2 separate regions of the Hordeum vulgare genome follow, and region 2 is linked to region 1. A link is a contact called in public Hi-C data. All regions are on one chromosome and are shown on one strand. The core of a region is the stretch at or near the end of the contact, and the rest is flanking DNA. Distances in the headings are between cores, read along the strand shown. Region 1 holds the start of LOC123439418 (poly [ADP-ribose] polymerase tankyrase-1-like). Region 2 holds the start of LOC123442793 (protein NSP-INTERACTING KINASE 3).

Region 1 (5,664 bases), core at 883-3,382:
CCTAAACAAAAAAATAGTTTGAAGGCAGTCAATTACCAGATAAGAGCAAATCCAATTACTCAATTAGCTACATATCAGGTGCATGGAAACTGACTAAAGGAAAACAAGACTCATACCCGCTCCTTGTAAGCAGCAGATTTCACATAACTCATGATGCCAGCAACACTCCAATCAAGCATGTTTGGAGGGCATCGAGTCACAGGAAAAAGAAGTCGAACGAGTTTTTTCTCAGCTTGGACCGCGGCAATTTCTATCGGCAACCTACCAAGCTGTTACAGAGTACAGGAACCATGAGTTTCTGGGGAACATTCTTGTTCAGGCACAAGGATAAAACTGTATTCCAAACTATATGTACTTGAAGTCTTGAACAATATGAAATATGGCAGGAAAGGAGGTTTAGAGTATGCTCACTTCGTCGGGAAGGTTTGGATCTGCTCCAGCCTTCAACAAGCACTTGACGAATCCGACATTGCCACGGCGGCTGCACGCTAACAATAGAGGGGTCGCTCCAGTGAATCCCCCGGCATGAACATTAGCCCCAGCCTAGTTAACATTTCCAGAAAAAGTTTCAGTTAAGAAGGGGGGAATTCGATATGTGCAATTCATTTGGGAATTCGATATAATCAATCCAAGCTTTGCAAAGTGCTACCTAAAAAGAATAACCGTTCCGTGGCAGCATCGCAAACAACTAATCCCTCCGTCCCAAAATAAGTGTGGCAGATTTAGTACTACGTTAGTACAAATTTTATACTACTAGATCAACGAACATTTATTTTGAGACAGAGGGAATAGTAGGGTATGATTTGTGCAATCAACACGAACTTAAGAGATCAATTAGCAGAAGATAAAGTAATGTAGCACCTCAATGAGCAGCTTCATACATTCCACGGAGCCACCAAGAAGCGACGAGACCAAGGGCGTGAAGACACGGCTGGCGACTTTGTTCGGCTGCAAAATTGCAAGCTGGTCAGCTGCCTTGAACACATAATGCACGCACCATAGGAGCGGCCGCACATACATCGGCGCCGTGGCGCAGCAGGACGCGGACGACTTCCGGGCACCCCCGCATGGCGGCGACGTGGAGCGCCGTGCCCCGGGGGTTGGCCGCGCTCACGTCGGCGCCTTTGTACAGGAGCAGCATCGCCAGGTCGCGATCCCCTGCAGCACGGACGACGCGCCAACATGTCAGTCGCGCACGCGCTCTGGTCTGGTACCCGCTCGGCATGGCATGGCCATAGGCCATGGCATCGGCCACGGCGTCTCAACGGGAGCGACAGGAACACGGAGCAGAGCGAGGTGGCGTCGGCCGGCGAGACGCGTGCGTGCGTACCGTTGTAGGCGGCCCAGTGGAGCGGGGTCTCGCCGTCGACGTCCGGGGCGCGCGGGCTGGCGCCGCGCTCCAGGAGCCATGCCGCGGTGGCGGTGTGGCCGAAGGTGGCCGCCAGGAGCAGCGGCGTCTCGCGCTCGTCGGAGAGGGAGTCGACGGGGATGCCGAGGTCCTGGACAAGGTAGCGGCAGACGTCCGTCCTGCCGTTGGCGGCGGCCAGGTGCAGCGCCCTGCCGCACGTCGACCAGACGCCGGTGGCGTCCGCGCCCGTGGTGCTAGGCGCCGGCGGCAGCAACTCCAGCGCCATCCCTTGACGTCGCTCGCAATGTCGATCAGATGGATTGTTAGTCCATTATTGTGACAATAGAAAACAAGCTTCACCGTCCATTATTGAAGGCATGCATTTCGGGGCGTACTGGCAAGGAGGTCGAGGTTGCCGTCGATGGCGGCATCGAGGAGCTGGCGCCGCCGCACCTCGTCATTCCGCGCGTCAACGGCCACATCGACGGCTGTATCTCTCGCACGCCAAGCATAGCAAATGAGAAGCAAAGAAACGGATGGTGAATGAATCCAACGCGCGCGGCGACGGACAAACCTGACGGCAACGGCGGAGGCTGCGCCGACGAGGAGGGTGAGCACGCCGCCGTGGGCATGTCCATGGTCGGATCTCGAATGTGACGGCTTTGGTTGGGCTGTGTAACGTGTTCGTTCTGACTAGTCCATGCTTGGACGGACGGAGGGAGAGAGGAGATAGGCGGTGTCCGTCTCGGAAGTTGCGCCGGGCGGTGGTGTGACGCCACGCAAGAGCAGGGGAGGAAGTGGGAGGCAAGGACCCTCACTTCCAGGTCCAAACTGAAAAGCGAACTCATTTCATCGTTGGTGTCTCTCTCGTACTATACGTGGCAAACGTGCGGTGTCCGGCGTGTGGATAAACAGCAATCCCGTGTCCTGCACTGGGAGCAAACGCATCTAATGTAACCGGAGTTGTCAGACCCTATACATACCCAGTCCATGAACTTGTCCCGTAGAGTGACCGGCCTTTGGTCCTTGAATGAGGGGGGTATCTGAATTGGCGCACACCCTGACGACCAGTCCTACACGGCGGGCATGTCCGGACGTCCCTATATCCGTCCTAGATATGATGGGTATGGGTATTACCGGTTAGTTCGGGTGTGAGGTTCGAATTTACTAGGTCCCGTTGGTTGGCAATTTTGCGTCCTAACAGTGACCGGCAGTTCACCCAGACGTTTGAGAAGAATATGAGACATCTGATTGTATATGATCTAAGAACATCTATAAATGCAACTAGCTAATCTGGCCCCTCAAAAGTCTGAGAACACATTGAAACATGACGAGTCATCTTTCATTTTACTGCCTCCGTAGTTATTTTTCTCCTATCCGAACTTTCCATATTCATGTAACACACGTAACATAGAACTAGCAACCGCGTAGATAAACACCCTTAGCAACAAAGAAAAATAAATCAGACATAATTCACATACTAATAGTCATTGGACAACTAAAAAATCACAGTTCATCGCTATACAATACTTAATTGATACTGAAAAGTAAAAATATCTGAATGAAATGGAGAGACAAAGGGCAGAGGAAATAACTATTTCCTCACCGCCTATAATTTTCTTATAAACCTGGTCATTCTATATTTTTTTCCTTTATCTTAATGAAATCGACAGCCTTGCATGTTGTAAAACAGATGTCCAAAAAATAAAAGGTTTGCCACTAGAATATGTTAGGCAACAGGGCACGTGAGATAAAATTTCATACTTTCTTGAGGAATAGAGTTGTAACATCAAAAGCATCACCCTTCTTAAGAGAAAAAACATCAAAATCGATTCATGAGCAAACATGAATCTCATTAGGTAGCCTTCCATGCATAAAAAACATACTGAATACAAGCTTGGCTTATGGATTCACACTCATTCACTAGAGCATCGTCATACCACTGCCCCTTCACTGCTAAAAATGTTACTAACTGCTTCAAGATTCTTCGAACCAGTAACAATTACAATACAAATTCACCCTATCCAGATAAATGTTCTTCATCACGGGTATAACTATTTTTGTCTCCTCGTTTTACGAGGGAAGAAGTGGCCAACTGGCATACATTGTCAAACCAATATGTATATACTCCCTCTGTAAAGAAATATAAGAGTGTTTAGTTCATTATTTTAATGATCTAAACGCTCTTATACTTCTTTACGGAGGGAGTATATCAGATACTACAGTACTGTATTGGGTACACATTGACATGACACCAGTAGCATTACTGTATATGTCAATCAAGCATCGGCGGGGAAAAACCAGGTGGGTTCCCATGGACTGGCCGTCGCTTCGCTCGTCTCCAATGTGTGTATCACCCTGTGTCTAACGTTGTACACGACACAGTGGAGAACGTCTTCCTCGGGCTCCCTTTTCCGTCCGGGCAGAAACCTGGGACGCTCAGCCATCACAAAGTAGACGCAATCTTCTCTAGCTCCACACTGGGCTGCTGGGAGCGACCGAGAGCAGCCTCGGCTGATGAAGAGCGCATGCCCCATCAGCGTATCCACCTCGCGCCAATGCCCATGGCCGTCGTTCAGGTCCGCCCCTTCCCATACCTCCAGCTGGGTCCGTATGGGCCTCGAACTGCGCTCTCGGGTGGCACTCTCCGTATGGACCATCAAGTGCTCAACAAGGGTGTGCCTTTCCACCATTAGCAGCCGATCGCCGCACGCGACGAGGTAGGAGACCGAGCGCCAGCAGGTAGGGCTCACGCCGTTTAGTCTTGGCGTGGAGGTAGGAGACAGAGCAGGCAGGCCAGGGCCGTTTCTTGGCATGCCGCGTATGCATCGGACTGACCTGAAGCGGTTATGCTCGTCGTCGATCTCCAGGCGATGGAGCTCGGGCAGATAAGAGCCTCTCTTGTTGTGTGTTCTGGTGAGGAGGACGTAGAGCTCGCCTTGAAAGAGTGCGATGTCAATGTCGACATGGGCGGCTGCTACTGGAAATGTTGTAGGGAGCATCCAGCATAATCTGGCACCACCTGGCGACGACGCCATGCGAGGAAAGATTGTGACCATGCCACTGTAGGGAACGGCGACGATGCGGTCGGACACCACCACCTTCCTGATCCAGTTGTAGCTGCGGCAACTGGTATCGATCTTGAGGCTGTTGCTGCTGATGTGCAGAGGGGTGATCTCCCCGGAAGGAGGGTTCATCATCAGGTAGCAGCTGCCGTCGCGGTGCACCAGGAAGAACATGTTGCCAGTGGCATCCGGGACGCGTAAGAGGATTTCGCTTTGGTCGAGGGGCATGCGGTGGAGCGCACCCTCGGGGAGGGCGAGGAAGGTGTCGGCGCGGACGAAGAGCCACGCGAACGGCGATGGCTGCGGCTGCAGGCGCGCGGCGGAGCACCACGGACGGCAGACGGCGCGGAGGCGGACGCGGTCGGCGTGGGAGGGAAGGCGGGAGAGCACGAGGAGCAGCAGGTCCGGCGGGAGCTCCGACCATGGCGCCCTGCTGCCTGGTGGAGCGATTCGAAGCAGCCGGCGGCCGCGCCGGAGCAGGGCCGCCATGGCCCTGCTGATTTTGGCACTGAGGCCGGCGCCGAGCATCAGCGCAGCAGGAACCGTCGCGTATCACTACCTAAGCGGAAGCGGACAGTGGAGAGCCTTGGCAACCTCCCCTCGACCTCGGCGCAGCGCAGATCCGCTCCGCCCCGCCGCTGCGACCGCCCGCAGGCCGCCTTCCGAGGCCCCAACTCGGCTGGGAACGGTGATCTGGTGGAGCAAGCGCGGGATCGCGGGCTGAGGGTAGCGGCGGCCTGCGGTGGAGAGGGGGTGCGGATCCGGGACGAGCTCAGGGGATGGATTTTGACATTTTGGTGATGAGAGGGTTTGTGGACGCGCACTCTGATTTTGGTGTGGAAAGCATGAAATGGGCAAAAGGTAGGTGTCACTGTTCCACACACGACATGGAATGGAAGCTATACGAACGATCCGTTGGTATGCCAGACCTGATTTTAGGTCGATTTTAAGCTGTTTCGGTTGATTTTGATCTGTTGGCTATTATATATATACTAGCAAAAGGACCATGCGTTGCAACGGGAGAAAGAAATACCACACGCTCTTAATTTATAAAAATGGTCTATAATCTGAGAATTTGTAGTTACGACACAAATAAAGATGATCTTATCCTACAAAAATGCAGTTCAAAATTTCACAGGTCTTCTTTTTTAACATGGCTTACATGTAGATTTAATACGTATAAAGAATCAGTCAAGTGATCTTCAGTTTCATCTCTAATCCTGATTTTGTTGACGTGTTCATCCCCAACCC
Region 2 (5,664 bases), core at 1,475-3,974, 86 kb before region 1:
TATCAGGCACCATAGTACGAAACTAAAACAGTATAACATGCCAGAAAGGAAAACATGGCCACAAACTGTGATCATGTTATTACTATCAGATCAAGTAATATGTGTAAAATTAGAGATCTCATGTTTTTTGCAAGGCAAATCAATACACCAAAAGTAACTGGGGCATGAACTGCAGCAAAGGTTTTCGTAGTAAGGGCCTCCTAGGCTTGTAAGCTACTAAGTATAAAAGTCTAAATTGGTAGTGACTGTCCTACTGAACTGCAACAGTAGTATGTTAATGCAGTTTAAATTGCTAGTGACTATCGTACTGAACAGCGACAGTAGTACGTTAATGCAGTTTAAATTGCTGGCAATTGTCCTACTGAACTGCGACAGATTAATTGGCTATGTTACTACTGAAGATTAACCCAATGTTAACCATTCAGCTTTGACCAAAGGTAAGTACTGTATTCCAAATAAACCAATAGCATTTTTATATCTGTCTTTGTCAAAATCAATTTGCTATGAAAGTAGAAACTATGAAAAACATAGCTCAAAACTCAAGAAACAGTAGGTTATTCAACCTTGATGCAACAAAGATGTCTATATTTTGAAGTACAAATACAGGCAGTGTTTAATATGGTCACGCACAACATCGAAAAGAGCATTACCATTTACATCAAAAAATATTTGTTGATTATGCTTATGCCTCCACCAAAGAAGCATACCGACCACGATAGCGACAAACGCTACAGAACCCACGGTTGCTCCACAGATGATGGCAATACGGTGACTTCTTGGCATGGCTTGTTGTGGCTGAACTGAGGAAAGGGAAACAAATATGAGCAGCGCAGAGGAGATAAAACAATACTATTGATGTATACTTCTCAAGAATAAAAAAAATCTCACTCTTAAGGTCATCTGGTGGATAAGAAAGCGGGTCCAGCGACACGGATGAGCAATTGTCTCCAGACTTGACACCACAGATCATTGAATTTCCAGCAATGCTGTACAAACAACCAGCAATAAAGGAAAGAAGAAATGAGAGCATGAGCAATAATAGCCTAGAGCATGCACGGAGGGTGTTCAGGTAGGAATTGAATCAGCCAGGTGATCGGGCATGAGCTGAACGACTCGCCTGAAAGTTCTTGCAGAAATCTTTGGCACGGGACCGCTCAGGTTGTTAAACGAAAGGTCCCTGTGAAGCAGGCCAATTATTAGAGCTGCTTGTTGCAGTACACCGAGGAAAGAGGAGAAGAAGAAGAAGTAAAGGATTCACAGGACATACACAAGTGCAAGGCCATTAATGGTGGCTAGTGATTCGGGTAAAACTCCAGATAAACTGTTGTTGTTCAATTTCCTGGCAGCAACAAGAGGACAAGGTGTGAGTTGCTGTATAATAAAGCAAGAAGGTAGAGAAATCTATAGCCGGGGAAAGAAATGTTACAGATAGTTGAGGTTCTTGAGATCGCCGAGCGAAGTCGGGATGCTCCCGGTAAGATGGTTGTCTGACATGTCAAGCGTCTGAAGCATCCCCAGCCTGCCTATGGTGCTAGGAATAGTGCCAGAAATCGCGTTGTTCTGCAGTAGCCTGTCCAAGAACAGGAGAGATGTTGAAGTTGAACACTTTGCAATCTCTCATCTGTCCAATACATTTTTCAAAGAAACTGTACTGATAAATCTGAGCGACGAGCTTACACAGATTGCAGCCTCGTGAGGTTCCCGATGCCGGGCGACAGTTTACCGGAGAGCCTTTGGCTGGGCAGACCGCTGTGAGCACAGACCATCACATGAGAAGATTAGTCCGGAAATAAGACGAGGACACCGACGACGGACGCTCCTCGACGGAGAGAGAGACCGGCGTGAGCAAGGATGGGCGGGGAGAAGGACGTACAGCGCGGAGACGTAGCCGTCGGAGGAGCAGGTGACCATCCTCCAGCTGCAGGGGTCGACGGAGTTGATGTCCCAGTTGTCGAGCACGTTGTAGTGGTCCTGCAGGTCCGTCTTGATGGCCATCAGCGCCACCACTGCGAACAAGACGCAGAGGCTCAATCAGCTTCACCAAATCTTAGCAAGAAACAACATCCAATGGAAAAAAGAAAACTTTGCCGCAGTTATGGCGAGGAAGCGACGGAAGCACCGGCATTGGAATGCTTCTCCAAATTGGTGGTTGCCAAGAAGGGAAACCAGAAAATCGTTTGCCAATTGGAGTGAATCTTGTTGCGCCACAAGACACTTATTTATTGGGGGGAAGGGAGCAAGATCGACGGAAGTTTGGGGAGAGGGGAGGGGAGGGAGGGTTACCTTCGTAGTTGATGCCGGTGGGGGAGAGCGTGGCGGCGGCCGGCGGCAGGAGCAGGCAGAGCACGCCGGCGGCGGCCAGCGCCCACCACCGCCACAGCGGCCACGCCTCCATCGCCCCCACGCAGGCCGCAGATTCGGTCCGGCCAAGATTACGGCGACGACGGAGAGGTCTGAGCCAAAGCCGCACCGAAATCCCCACACCAGCACCGCCCTCGGCGCCGCGGCGGCGGGAGGGAGTCCCCCGGGAGGAGATGGAAGGCGATCAGTCAAAATCAATCCCGCCCGCCTATCTAATCCGCTGGCTGCTGCTACCACCGCGCAGCAAGGGGGGAGCAGGGGTAGGGAGGTTGGTGCTGGCGCTGGCGCTGGGGCTGGGGCTGGGCTGGTGGAGTGGACAGTGGAGTGGGGCAGGCAGGCTGAGGCTGAGGCTGAGGCTGGTAGAGGCAGCCTGCCTCACCGCACCCTATCGACCGATCCATGCCGCTGCCGCTGCCGCTGCCGCTGCCTGCCGCTCTGCAAACCGCCAAAACGACACGGACGGACGCGCATGCCACCGGCGTGCGACCCACTCCCGGCCCCAGGCTTTCTGGCCCTCCTCCCGCCCCTTTCCACTTCTACAAACCACATGCATTTTTTTGTGTTGGTCCTTGTTTATACTACCAAGAAATAGACCAACAATTATACGTACCCAACAATGATCCTGTCGACAAAAAACAAAGTACTGATGAAAAAATATACTAGGAAAGTGGGGTGGCTTTGCCTTTGCGTCCGAGAGACGGCAAAACAGACCGTCCAATAATGGCAGATCGAGACGATGACCCACCCCGGCGGTGACGATCCCCTCCTCTCCGCCTCTCCCCCCTGTCTCTCTACTTACGAAGTTTTCTTTAAAATTAACACTGAAGCTAGCTAGTAGCACTCACCCACAACACATATATACAAACAAACTGTGCTGTGCTGTGCTGACTCTCGTACAAAGCTCAGGAGAAAAATAATGGCGGTAGTACCTTGGAATCGTTGTGCTTGTCGCATTGGTGAACTCTAGTAGTACTAAGTACTCCAATGATGGAATAACTAAACAGGTGAGGAGCGGTAATGGCAGGGCGCATGTTTGTCATGAATAACCGGTCTACGAAGCAGGCACGGGCCTCCGCGCCGCGGTTAAACTCTGTGGTACGTACTGAACCGGATTATAGAACGGAATGATGGGGGATAAAGAAAGGGAGCCCGAGGAGAACAAGGAGCCAACGACGCGCGCTGCGCTGCCGACTCGCTCACATGCGAGCGAGCCTTTTATTTGTTTTCTTGTCCCGTCGCTGCTTGTCCCGCTCCCTCCAGACTATAGTAGTACTAGTACTGTACGTACTATGACTGCTGTAGTAGCTAGCAAGCCTGAATTATCAGTGTCAAGAATCTTTATCCCTCGCGCTCATCCACCCAGGTCGTGTTTTTGCAGTTACCTACACGTCTGATTCAACTGCAATTAAACATAAATGTTAGCAATGTGTAACGCATGATAAATTAAAAAAAATGTTCGCGGATAGCTCTCACCTGACGATACAGGTATGATAGTGCTACTGAACCCCAGCTAAACGGAATTTCCCAGTTCTAAATACATCCAGAGTGCCGAGTTACCGGTTGTGTCTGTGAAGACTACATTGATTAGTGTATACCAAAGATAGGCCCGAGCATATTGCTGCACGACAATATCATCGGCATCCGCAGGGTACGGTGCTCCTCTCACTTCTTTTAACCAGGAATGCTTCACTTTTGAGGCATCAGCCTTGCCTCGCAGAGGGGGAGGGGGTTCAACACCAATTATCAGTACAACAAACACACATAAAAAACATAAATAATTGACAAGTCTTCGATTAATTCATCATACCTTACGATTCTTAATTGCACGATCACGGTGCAATCAGTCAAACTCTTCTATTAATCCATCATATCAAGGGCCATTATCATCTGCCATCCTACAAAAAATAACATACATCGAATTTAGTAGGTTTCTTTTGTAAAAAATAAACAAAGGCAAATACATACACCTATGATATACATACACCCTTCTATAAGAACTATCATATACATACACCTATCATATATTATATACATACACCTATCATATATTTCAAACTCTTCTATAAGAACTACATCATCTAACAACTACTCACTCCGTCCCAAAATAAGTGTCTTAACTTTGTACTAGCTCTAGTACAAATTTATACTAAGCTTGAGACAGTTATTTTGGGACGGAGGGAGTACAAAATAATCCCTAATCTAATACATCATCTAACATGTAACCTAACCTAATACATCATCTAATACATCATATAAGCTAACCTAATCTAATAAATGCCTACAAAACTATATCACCTAACCTAATACATCATCTAACATATAAGGACTACATCATCTAACAACTACAAAACAATCCCTAATACTAAGACAAAATCAACTAATCAAACATAACCTAATATTCAAAAATACTATCAAAATAAGATGTTGAAACAAAAAAAATTGGAGGGATTGGGGGAGGTTACCTCAACGAAGCTTTGGGGGATGCAATGTAGTGATTTTGGTGGAGGATGGAGTAGATCAAGGGGGGGAGGGTGTGAGGGGAAGAGGGGGCAAGAGAGAGATAAGTTCTGGCGGCTGGGGGTGAAGGAAGAAGATGGGTGGGTGGGTGGGTCAGGCCAGGGAGTTACTTAACTTACCCGAGCCAGATGCCAGGGTTCCTGGCGTTTGGGTCTGGCCAGACGCCGTGGCCCCTGGCGTCTGGCCCCTTTGCCACGTCATCTGGTCAATGGGGCGCAGATCGAGCGGGCCACCACCAGACGCCAGGGTCCTTGGCGTCTCCACTGCAACCCAGACGCTAGGGATGTTGGCGTCACGTAAAGAGGTCAGATTTGCAAAAAAAATCAAACGAAGGTCAAACCTGTATTTTCTTTCGACTTTAGGTTAAAACACAAAATTATAGCGCGCCAAATTTGGGAGGGTGTTGTGCCAAGTTCAGCTTGTAGAAGTTGTCCCGTAGGGAAATATTTGGCCTTGAGGATTCGAGCACCAAGAGATTTTGGATCCGTTAGGATCCTCCACGCTTGTCTAGCTAGTAGAGCAAGGTTAAAAAGTTCGATATCTCTGAACCCCAAGCCGCCGCAGTACTACGGGTGAGTTATAGTGCTCCAAGACTCCCGGTTAGGCTTCTGTTTGCCCTCCTGGCTGCCCCACCAAAACTTTTTAATCAGGGTGTTTATATGTTCACATAGACCGCGAGGGAGTCTGATGCAGGGCATGGAGTAAACTGGAATTGCCTGTGCCACCGATTTGATAAGAATTTTTTTCCCCCTGCAGACAAGAGCTTTTCCATCTAGCCCTTGACCT

What was found. A called contact is a pair of places that touch in the nucleus more often than the background predicts.
Region 2: a contact with region 1 is called in a Hi-C map of leaf, with 4 times the contacts expected there. The contact joins the promoter of LOC123442793 here to the promoter of LOC123439418 in region 1. A contact is called at or near these places in 2 of 6 Hi-C or Micro-C datasets (leaf and seedling) and 1 of 1 datasets of contacts at active chromatin or transcription factors (embryo).

What each region holds. Positions count from the first base shown.
Region 1 is chr3H:32,135,843-32,141,506 of MorexV3_pseudomolecules_assembly, reverse strand. LOC123439418 (poly [ADP-ribose] polymerase tankyrase-1-like) reads right to left here and starts at 2,132. Exons shown (of 11, transcript XM_045116135.1): 1 at 1,923-2,132; 2 at 1,744-1,836; 3 at 1,331-1,636; 4 at 1,019-1,158; 5 at 862-948; 6 at 412-543; 7 at 117-269; 8 at 1. The coding sequence starts at 1,986.
Region 2 is chr3H:32,222,215-32,227,878 of MorexV3_pseudomolecules_assembly, reverse strand. LOC123442793 (protein NSP-INTERACTING KINASE 3) reads right to left here and starts at 2,724. Exons shown (of 11, transcript XM_045118934.1): 1 at 2,284-2,724; 2 at 1,874-2,006; 3 at 1,678-1,749; 4 at 1,427-1,570; 5 at 1,268-1,339; 6 at 1,118-1,177; 7 at 889-986; 8 at 651-800. The coding sequence starts at 2,395.